Regions from separate parts of the Mus musculus genome. Here all the other regions are linked to region 1. The links are chromatin contacts, called in public promoter capture Hi-C maps. All regions are on one chromosome and are shown on one strand. Each heading gives the region's core, a stretch centred on a gene start, on an enhancer-like site or on the middle of the called end of the contact. The rest is flanking DNA. Distances are from core to core; before and after follow the strand shown.

Region 1 (2,583 bases), core at 61-2,560:
GAGAGCCACTGTGCTTGTAGCAGGTTTAAAGGTTTGGGACAGAGCCCCACCCCTCGTCATCACCTCTGCACTCAGAAGGCCCTGGAGGTTTGGGTTCTTTGGTTGGGCGTCATCTCTGTGTGTGCTGAGCTTCCCCTGCCTGAAAGAGTAAGAGTAAGCAGAGTTCTCCAGCCGTCTATGTACACACAGTGGGCCATGCTCACAGGAGCGGTACTTACCACGCTACTGCAGCCTCTAGCTGTCGGTCTCTGTAGAGGTTACCTTCTTCTTTTAGAGTGTTCAGACTACCTGCCCAGAAATGAAAGGCAAGGTTAAACCTAGGGGGTCATGTGATCAAGACTAAACTGATCACCTGTCAGGGAATATGGTGTGGCAGTTCCTCTCTACCTAGATGAGGTGTCCCTTTGTAGCCCTGAGTAGTTTCCAACAATACAGACAAATTGGTTTTGAACTCAGAGCTTCTACCTGCCTTGGCTGGGATTAAGGGCGTGCCCAACTACATGGCACTTGGATATACATTAGATGGGACAGGGAATATGGAATCCATCCTTCTCTCAAAAGCTGTGGTCCAGCCGGGCAGTGGTGGTTTACGCCTTTAATCCCAGCACTAGGGAGGCAGAGGCAGGCGGATTTCTGAGTTCGAGGCCAGCCTGGTCTACAAAGTGAGTTCCAGGACAGCCAGGGCTATACAGAGAAACCCTGTCTCGAAAACAAACAAACAAAAAAACAAAACAAGCTGTGGTCCGTCTGTAGGTGTGAGTGCAAGCAGCTTAACATTATACTGACAATTCCAGAGCCAGATCCTGAAGTAAACTTGCCTTTTCGACATCGTCGGGGGTTGTGCCCGATCCGGTATCTGAAGTGAACTGATGCTAGGGCCCTCGCACGCCACACGGGAAAACTTGGCTGAGCCCACCATCGCCTCACCTTTCAGATCCATTAGGATGAGTCGAGGCGTATAGGTTTCCTGGCCATGCAGTGTCCGGCCTGTTCTGTACAAGACGTCGGGGCACAGCTCGCCTGGCGACTCTTCGTCCTCGGCCATGCGTCCCAGCGCAGCATCCTGTAGGGGTCACAGGGCTGAGCGGAGGGGGAAGAGGGGCAGGGCCGGTACTGTCTGCGGGGAACGCCGGGCTGCCGCTAGGTGCCTGACCTGCTGGTTCCACCAGTGCGCCCCCACGAAACCCGCGAAATGTCCCAACTGCAGCGTGAGCACCTCGCGGGCCCCGCCCGCCATACCGCCGCTGCTCTTGGGCACTCCACTGCCGCCGCGGGCCCATCAGCCGGAGGGGGCGGCTCCCGCGCGAGCACGTGCTTTCCCGTTGGCCTCCCGATTCGTTGGTCTCCGAGGCCGCAGCTCACGCCCCGCCTCTTCCTCTTCTTGGAATGTAGGAAGCTGCCGCGATCGGCTGTTGTCTCTCCGTTCCTTCTGCGCCTCAGACTGTGGCGGGTCTGGCCAAGGTCATGGAAGGTTCTCTCACCTGCTTCTGTCTCTCTTCGCGCAGATGCCCCTCTCCTGTAGCTAATAATTCACGCGAGGGGATAAAAAAAATCTGAGGGGGAATTCGACTCCTCTGGATCCTCCCACTCACTTCCTTTTCCCATCTCTAATGTCCCAGCCCTGCTAAACCAGTGGGCTGGCCCCATGGTTCGGTTTCTGTTAGGTTCTGGGGAAGATTGTAGTCCCTTTCTCGCGTGTTCATGTAGTTTGATTGTACTTAAGTGCTCTTTTCATTTATTCTTTGACTTGGTTCGTTATTTTTATCTTTTTGAGATGGATTCTCAGTATGTAACCCCTGGCTGGCCTGAAATGACTGTGTAAAGCAGGCTGGCTTCAAACTCAAAAGAAATCAAGCCTCCACTTCCGGAGTGCTGGAATCAAAGGCCGTGCCACTGATAAGGTTGGGAACAGTCTTTTGTTTGCTTGTTTGTTTGTCTTGAGACAGGGTTTCTTTGTATAGCCCTGGCTGTCCTGGAACTCACTTTGTAGACCAGGCTGGCCTCAAACTCAGACATCTGTCTGCCTCTGCCTCCCAAGTGCTGGGATTAAAGACGTGTGCCACCATACCCGGCTGTGGGAACAGTCTTTTATGTTTTTATAAACGTTTGGCTATCCAATTTGTAGAGCGTTTCCAAGCCGCATGTGATGGCTGGAACCTGTAAGCCCTCCTAGGATGCGGAGAGAGATTATTCATCCTTGGCTCCGAAGCAAGTTGAAGGCTCACCTGACTGCATGAGACCATATCTAAGTTACAAAACAAACAAAACAAATTACTATTCCAAATGGCTTGCTCTGTTTCTTTTGGACCATCTAGTATTCACTTATGAATAAAATAAATGGGTCCAGGCAAAATCCTCGATGGGTTAAGGGGAGCTTGGGAGCTGCCAAGCCTGCAGACCAGAGTTCTAACCTGAGCACCCACAGGGTAGTACGGAACCAAATCCCTAGCTGTGTACATTATTCTGAACATAAGCACATTGCTAGTAAAATACTTAGAAAAATGCATCATATAGAACAGTATTTTAAAGAATGACTGCCTTTTAATTTTGAGATTTTTTTTTAGATTTATTTCTTTTTTTAAG
Region 2 (2,583 bases), core at 60-2,559, 1.1 Mb after region 1:
ACCCCCAATCTGGAGCTGGTTTTGGGGATTCAGGTTTTGCATGACTCTCCAAGACCCCCTCAAAGATCCTGGGTTGGTGACTATCTGGGTACTTAAGCATTGAGTCTCGTAGTGTCTGCCCCTCCCGCAGTCTCTCACCAGGTGTTTCTGACTCAGGACCTGGAAGTTCTGTAGAAAGTTGGTAGGTGATTCTGGGATAGGAAAGGCCTTAAACATTTTAAGTCTTTTAAAAATCAATTTCTGTAGACTATCCCAACTACTCTGCAAGTTCTGTTATTCATCACTAACCCACTAGAAACCCATAGGGTCTCCCTCAGGGAAATTCACACACCAGGAGAGTGGGAAGGCAAGGTCCAGGCCCCCATCTCGCTGAAGATGCTATTAAAATCTCGTACTAGATCATCAAAGCCAAAGTTGCCGTGGAATCGCATCCCTCCCCTGGGGCTGAAGCTGAAACCGAATTCCTCTGGAGGCTGAGAACCATCAAACGCATAGCTCTCTCGACCCCACGCGCCTCTGTCTTCCTCCGCTTCGTCATCATCATCATCATCGTCGTCATCATCTCGAGTCATCCCTCCAAAAAAAGGATCTCTGTGGCTGAGAGTGAAGGCAAATAAGCCACGAAGACTTCAACACTGTCTAAGCCATAAAAATCAACACAAGGGCAGCAAACTGGGCCAAAGAGGGGTCTGGGCAGCTGAAAACACAGGAGATCTGGTTTCAGAACAACGTTGATGGATCTATTAGGGTTTTGTATTGTTTCTAAACAGAGCCTCTCCGCACCTCCCAACAGCTGCCAGACGACCCATGGTTTTTCTTCAGGGTCATCCAGCCTACTACTAATCGCCCAATTACTTGCTCATGGTCCTCTTCCCCAGACCCCCATTGTTTTCTCCGCCCAGGTCCCTGTTGCATCACCCAGGTCTGGAGAAAGCTGCCGTTTCTGTCCTCTTAACCACTGCTTTGATTACTGTGGCGGGGTGAGTACTCAAGAATGCGATCTTTGACCTCTCAGCAGGAGTTGAAGGGGGCGGGAAAGGAAGCTTTCCAAAAATATGATGAAGGGGTCAAGTGTCCACCAAAACACCCCTCCCGTATATCCAGCCCAGAACTATTCTCACCTCCGAGGTCCAGGAAAGCCGAAAAAGCCTCGGAAAAGATCAAAGACGCTCATTCCAGTAGGGGCACTAGAAACTTTGAAGCTCTGCAGCCCATGGGCAACACGAGACCACGACCAGCTTACGCTACCCTGTCGGATATAGCCAGGGCTCAGCGTTCGCTGCCGGAAAGCAACCCTACGGTGCGGCGTTGTCGTAAAAGTCGTAAGCCGGAGGAAGAGGCGGGGCTGACCGTGCTCCTCAGACACGAAGCTTCTATACGCTACCTTTCAGTTTTGAGTGAGGGTGGACGTGCGAAATTCCCAGTTCAAGATCACGTCCCTTCTAGGAGATTCTTTCTCCTGCTGATCTGCCAGGCCCCCGAGGGGGGTTTCCGTTTCTCTCTGGAGGGTCCCAGGTAGCCGCCAGAGGGAGTGGCCTGTTCAGAGGCCTGCTTCACCCCAGGATCAGAAAACACCCCCCACCTTGTGTTTTGTTTTAGACTGATGTCGGTGACGTCTAATACTAGGCTAGGCGAAGTTACCTAGTTCCTTAAACCGCGATTTCCCTACTGCTGAATAAAGATGCTAGGAATCTCTTCAGCTAGTAGGGAGTTTTTAAGCTTGTTTTTTTCGATACAGGGTTTCTGTGTGGTGTTCAGACTGTCCTGGAACTGATTGTAGACCAAAGGGGCTTACAAACCCGCCTGCCTAATGCCTCCCAGATGCTGGGATTTAAGGCGGTTACCACCACACGCTGCTTTTAAAAAACTAAACAGATGGCCAACTAACAAGGTAAGATTTGTAGACTAGGCAGGAACGAGAAGCTACTTGTGTCTTGGGAAAACCATGCCGTAATGAAATTTGATGGTGTTTTAATCCACTCGGGAGGTATAAGGCCAGCCTGCTCCTCACTGAGTTTCAGGCAAGTCGGCTACAGAGTGAGACTCTGACTCAAAATAAACAGACCTCCCTCACCTCCTCAGCACAGAGGATATTTGCAGTTTTGGAAGGCTGAAACAGGATCTCGAGTCCCTGGCAATATGGCTCTTACAAAGAAAAATGAAACTTCTCTTTCACGTAATTGAAGTCCAAAAACCTTTTACTGCACCATGCCCCCACCCCAGGTCTTGCTCTAAGATCATCCATTCTTTTCCCAAAATGTAGGCATTTCAAAGCCACATAAAATAGGCAAGGCAGGGTGTAGTGCTGACAACCTTTAACCTTAGCACTCAAGAGGTAGAAGCAGGCAGATCTCTGAATGTGAGACCAACCTGGTCTCCACACCAAGCTCCAGGCCAGTCAGGGTTACATAGTGAGACTGTCTCAAAAACATAACTCAGAGAACAAGAACTACTATACTCCTCCAAAGAGAAAAAGACCCCAAGATTGAGTTCTGCCGGCCAGCAGCTAATGCTGGCTTGAGACTTCAGAATCCTTTAAAACCATGCTTAGATTCCCACAAGGTCCTTTGCCTTCTAAATGTC
Region 3 (2,583 bases), core at 44-2,543, 1.0 Mb after region 1:
TCCCTTCACTAATGTGCACTCCCTCCTTGACCTCAGAGCAGACAGTCCTGAGGGGCACTAAGTCCTTTTCACTCCTGACTCTCCACAACTGTGGCAAGCAACAGTGGCTGCCCCCTTGGCTCTGGAAGAAAAACCTCATGAACAATTTGGCGATGCCAAACCCTCTTCCAGGGCCCCAGCCAGGGTCTCCACCCAATCTAGAGCATGAGTCACGGGGAGGGTGGAGTGTGGAACCAGACGCTAAAGGAGAGGATGCAGGGTGGGCATTGCTGGCTCCTACCCAGCCCCACTCGAGTGGGAGGCTATCAAGCATCGTTAGCCCTAACATCTGGGTCTTCCTTCTTGGAAAGAGTTAACAGTGGAGCAAGCTGACCATCAAGCGTCAAGTCTGGATACAGATCAGGAAAGTACTTTTACCTCTAGGACCCTGGGGAGACTGAGAACAACTTTGGCCCCAATCCTCGAGAGGGGTGCAGTAACAAGGTCCCCCTCTCAGGATATCCTGGTTTTCTAAACCGACTAGGCCCACCAGCCACGTCGCCTTGCCCCGTCACCCTACCCCAGCCCCCTCTGCAGCCACATCTGGGATAAAAATAGCCAGCCATGGGAAAGAGGCAGCGCTCCACGAAGGAAAAAAGACTCCTCCTCTGGGTCTGGCCTCCGCTCCTTTCCAACCAAGAGCCTTTTCAGGGGAAGCTAGCAGATAGACGAGACAGGAGAAAACAATAATACCGGAGGCCACCTTCCTTCCCTCTCCAAGGACAGTATCCAGGACCCACCACACAGCTCTGAGCTCCCAAAGCTAACATCCCTGGCACCCTTGGTTTTCCTGGGGCACAGAGAGACCTCCACCTTCCCGGGACAAATCCTATCAGCCCCAAACTCCCTCTCTAGGCACCTAAAGGCTGGCACCAGGTTACTCCTCACACCCCAGCTCCGCACGCCCCTTCGGGGCCCCATTTTCCCAGCTTGCGCACAGCTACCGGTTCTCTCCATCCTGGTAGCCCTTCTCTCCAGCCTCCCACAGCCGCTCCCCGTGGCACCGCTGCCCGCGCCTCCCAGAGCCGACCCTCCCGGTCCACACCCCCGGCCCCACGGTGGCAGCGCCTTACCTTAGCGCTCCGCGCGCGGCGCTCGGCCCGGCGGCCCCGTCCGGCCCATGCCGGGGGCTGGGGCGGGGGCGCTCGGCTCCGCTGCCCGCAGGCTCCCGCCCCCCCACAGCAGCCCGGCTCTCCTGACCCCCCCGGGGCCCCGGCCCGCTACTTTGTGTCAGTTTCGGCCGCGGGGCGGAAGTGACGGCTGCGGCCACGGGCGGGGGGCGGGAGGGGCTTTGGGGAGGTGAGGGGCGCGGCGTGCGCCATCTTGGTGCGTAGGGAAGGGGGGGGTCCCAAGCTCCAGCCGGGACACGCACACAATCGGCGAGGCTGGAGGACGCTGGGATGCTGCTGCTTTATTTTGGAAGCCAGAAACCGAGCGAATGCTGCTTTCTCTGCCAGAAACCATCTTCGGGGAGGAGCCTGATGCGGGAGTAGTGATGAAGAAGCCCCGTAGCACACTTCTCTCTAGCCCAAGTCTCTGCTGTGCTTCCCTCCTCGCCCTGGCTCATCTCAAGGCCTTTCACTTCCTGAAAAGGCACAGCTATGCATTGACTGGGAGTTGTGCCTCAGTTTCTCCACTTGGTTCTCCTGACGATAAGTAGTTGACTTTGCCCCTTACCACATTCCCTTGGGTGGTATATTACGCGCGCGGACACACACACCTCGAAGAACTATCTGAGGTCGTTGGCGCTCCTGTCAGGCCAAAGGTAGGAAACGTAGAGATTTCCCGAGCTGGCAGCCAGAAGACAGGAAGATAGCTCCGAGGCAGAGCCCTTGCCTAGGCCCTAAATCAAATCCCTAATGCCACAAAGTACGAGTGGTTTTGTTGTGTTGTTGTTGTTGTTTTGAGTCAGTGGGAGGGGATGTCTCACTATGTAGCTCTGAAAGGCCTGAAATTCTCAGAGACCCTAGGCGTGCTCCATCACTTCCGAGTCAAACTTAAACTGGGTTTTGTTTGTTAAAAAGATTCACTCTTAAACCGGGCGTGGTGGCGCATGCCTTTGGTCCCAGCGTGCGCCTTCGATCCCAGCACTCCGAGGCAGAGGCAGGCGGATTTCTGAATTGGAGGCCAGCCTGGTCTACAAAAAGTTCCAGGACAGCCAGAGCTATACAGAGAAACCCTGTCTCGAAAAACCATTAAAAAAAAAAAAGATTCACTCTTGTTAGGTGTGTTGAGTAACACGCTGAAGTCAAAGCCGTTATGGTCTGCATAGAAGATTTCAGTACTCCATAGGGAGACCTCGTCTTAAGACGAAAAAGTGAAGAAGGGAGAGTAGAGGAAACCAAGCTTCTCTCGAGAAGCTCCCAGGCCCTACCCCTCAAAGGATCCTAGGATCCCTCCACCCACCCGATTCTAGAAACCTTCCCAAAGCCAGCGTGCACACCCTCTGGCGGCTCCTTTAAGGAACTGCGTGCCTGGAAGCTCCCAGGGTAGAAGACCAGTCTGGAGTCCTTCAGGAGTGGTAAACAGAAGTGTCCTAGTCTG
Region 4 (2,583 bases), core at 37-2,536, 1.0 Mb before region 1:
AGTGCCTACTGCTCTTCCAATGGTCCTGAGTTCAAATCCCAGCTGTTTGTGGACCATTTGAACTCATACATGGTGGCTCACAACCATCCCTAATGAAATCTGAGGCCCTCTTCTGGAGTGTCTGAAGACAGCTACAGTGTCTTACAAATAATAAATGAATAAATAAATATTAAAAAAAACCTTCAAATCTGCTGGGCAGTGGTGGTGCACCCGTTTAAGAGGGAGAGGCAAGTGGATCTCTGAGTTTGAGGCCAGCCTGGTCTACATGAGTTTCAGGACAGCCAGGGCTACACAGAGAAACCCTGCCTTGAAAAACCAAAAACAAACAAACAAAAACCAGAAACCTTCAAATCTCTTTAAAAAGAGAGTATGCAGGCCAGCCAGCCAGGGCTACATACTAAGACTGTCTCCCCCGGCAGTGGTGGCACACTTCTGTAATCCCAGCACTTGGGAGGCAGAGGCAGGCGGATTTCTGAGTTTGAGGTCAGTCAGAGTGAGTTCCAGGACAGCCAGGACTGCACAGAGAAACCCTGTCTTGAAAAATAAAAAAAAATAAAAAAAAAAGACTGTCTCAATAAAAATAAGATATAAAACAATTAGATATAAACAACAAAAAACCCATTGCACAGAGATGTAATTACAACAAAATCTTGTTTGGTTTGAGATCTGAGATCAAGTTTTGCGCACATCATTCCTTAGAATATAACCCAGGCCAAATACAGTCTTCAAATTAATACTATATATCTCCAAACTAGATTTAGTGGTATCCAACTGTCTTTATCGTTTAGGACCTCCTTATTCTAGTGAGGGTAATTGGTGATAGTCCAGATACAGCTGTTAATTTAGAGTAGACTGAAATGGTAGGACTCGAACTCTTATACCGCCACCAACAGAAGCACGTGGAGTGTGTGGGGTACACCTCTTGCCTTGGCGGTCTAACTAGTTAGAAGTCAGAGGCGCAGAGCAAATACGTGGGTTGGGACATGGCACGTGGTAGGGGGGACAGAGCGCAAGGCAGGCCACAGTAGGCCCCGCCTGGCCAGGGCATTCAGAGGAGCCCGGGGAGGGGCACGTGCAGCCTGTCCAGCGGGCGCCAGCTCCTTTTGGGCTGGCACCCACCACCCGCCCGCACACAAAGCCCGCTCGGCGCGCTCGGCACTCGGCTCTTCAAGCCTGTGCCTCTGAGCCCCGCCTGGCGGCCTCCAGGTTGGGTGTGAGGCCGGGGCAGGCTGTAGGCGTCGATTGGCTGCGCGCATCGAACCGCCGCGGGCGGGAGCGCGAGGGGAGGAGTGGGCCGCGGGGGGTGGAGGAAGCGGCCTCGCTCGCGCCGAGGAGGGAGCAATTGAATTTCAAACACAAACAACCACACGAGCTAGCGCTCCCGGAGCCGTGTGTTGCCCACCGCGCCCGGCCCTGTCCGAGCGGCGCGCGGGCGCAGACGCCGTGGCTGCCCCGGAGCTCGCGTCGGGGGCCGGCATCGAGGCGGGGGCCGCGCGAGGGCCGGAGCGCAGCGGCGCCGCAACCGCCGCACGCGCAAACTTGGGCTCGCGCTTCCCGGCTCGGCGCGGAGCCCGGGGCGCCCGCGGCCCCGCCATGTCGCGATCCAACCGGCAGAAAGAGTACAAGTGCGGAGACCTGGTGTTTGCGAAGATGAAAGGATACCCACACTGGCCGGCCCGGGTGAGTGGCGCGGCCGTCGCGGGCCCTGCTGCGGGTTGCATAACGCTCGGGAGGGCACGGCCGCCGAGCGCGGAGCGGGCGTAGGGGCAGGGGTGCCAGGCCTGTTCTGGCTGGCGGGAGCCCACCACCGCTTACATAACGGAGGCGATCGCGGCCGGCACCTGGCGGGCAGCGCCGCGTGCTCAGTTCGCCCTCACCCCTCCGTCACAGCGGCCGAGGCTTCGGGCTCACGGTGGCGGGGGGGGGGGGGGGAGCGGCCCGATGGTGTGTCGCTTCTTTCGCCGCGAATCCCAACCCCTTCTCGGAGCCCCGCTTGAGCCCTGAGTCTCCATTGATAGTTGCCTCCAGTTCAGGTTTCTCTGGCTGGACGAACGGGTGCGAGGGGTCTCAGTTCACAGAGGGTTAGGTGGATGTAGAGTTGGCGACTCACAAACTTTCTTGGAGCATTTTGGTAGGAACTCTGAAGTTGGGAGGGTCGTGAAATGTTTGGGGACGACTTACTTAAAAATGGTCTTGCCTGGCCTGGTGACTCTGCCATAACCGATTTAGCCCCCAGCTCTACAAGAACATCCCTCCATATGCCTCCAGCTCAGACTTGGAACTGGAGGCAGCAGGGCCCCCGTGTGCTTTGGGAAATCCAGTACAGACGACCTTAGCGCGGTGTGGGGGATTGTGGGACGCTGGAGTTTCCTCGGCTTCCCATTAGTGAGCGTCTCCAGTCAGGGAGGCCGGTGTCAGCCATGTGGTTGTTTGAACCCGCCAAGAGTAGGGCCTTCCCCATTCCAGCACCTGGCCAGGTGGGAGGGTGGGGCAGAAAGCCTGCTGTGTTTATCACCTTCCCTCCCAGGAAAAGGTGTGTGTGTGTGTGTGTGTGTGTGTGTGTGTTGGGGGGAGGGTTGCTTC

Evidence for each region. Promoter capture Hi-C pulls out the DNA fragments that hold promoters and counts their contacts.
Region 2: a promoter capture Hi-C map of liver shows a contact between it and region 1, with 4 times the contacts expected there. The contact joins the promoter of Hax1 here to the promoter of Msto1 in region 1. A contact is called at or near these places in 2 of 39 promoter capture datasets (the C10 cell line and liver), 1 of 115 datasets of contacts at active chromatin or transcription factors (large pre-B cells) and 2 of 9 other capture datasets (adipose tissue and liver).
Region 3: a contact with region 1 is called in a promoter capture Hi-C map of liver, with 2.7 times the contacts expected there. The contact joins the promoter of Atp8b2 here to the promoter of Msto1 in region 1. A contact is called at or near these places in 6 of 39 promoter capture datasets (the C10 cell line, hippocampal neurons, liver and 2 more) and 1 of 484 Hi-C or Micro-C datasets (B cells).
Region 4: a promoter capture Hi-C map of the HPC-7 cell line shows a contact between it and region 1. The contact joins the promoter of Hdgf here to the promoter of Msto1 in region 1. A contact is called at or near these places in 2 of 39 promoter capture datasets (the HPC-7 cell line and pre-B cells).

Annotation. Positions count from the first base shown.
Region 1 is chr3:88,912,640-88,915,222 of GRCm38.p6, forward strand. It overlaps Msto1 (misato 1, mitochondrial distribution and morphology regulator), which reads right to left and starts at 1,311. Exons shown (of 14, transcript NM_144898.2): 1 at 1,154-1,311; 2 at 928-1,063; 3 at 219-288; 4 at 64-139. The coding sequence starts at 1,237.
Region 2 is chr3:89,997,407-89,999,989 of GRCm38.p6, forward strand. Hax1 (HCLS1 associated X-1) reads right to left here and starts at 1,310. Exons shown (of 7, transcript NM_011826.4): 1 at 1,122-1,310; 2 at 332-597; 3 at 1-168. The coding sequence starts at 1,174. It overlaps Gm19710 (predicted gene, 19710), which reads left to right and starts at 1,354. Exons shown (of 4, transcript NR_045749.1): 1 at 1,354-1,515; 2 at 1,739-1,891. It also overlaps a transcript of Ubap2l not described here.
Region 3 is chr3:89,962,045-89,964,627 of GRCm38.p6, forward strand. It overlaps Atp8b2 (ATPase, class I, type 8B, member 2), which reads right to left and starts at 1,294. Exons shown (of 28, transcript NM_001081182.3): 1 at 1,113-1,294. It also overlaps the pseudogene Aqp10-ps.
Region 4 is chr3:87,905,035-87,907,617 of GRCm38.p6, forward strand. It overlaps Hdgf (heparin binding growth factor), which reads left to right and starts at 1,287. Exons shown (of 6, transcript NM_008231.4): 1 at 1,287-1,680. The coding sequence starts at 1,594.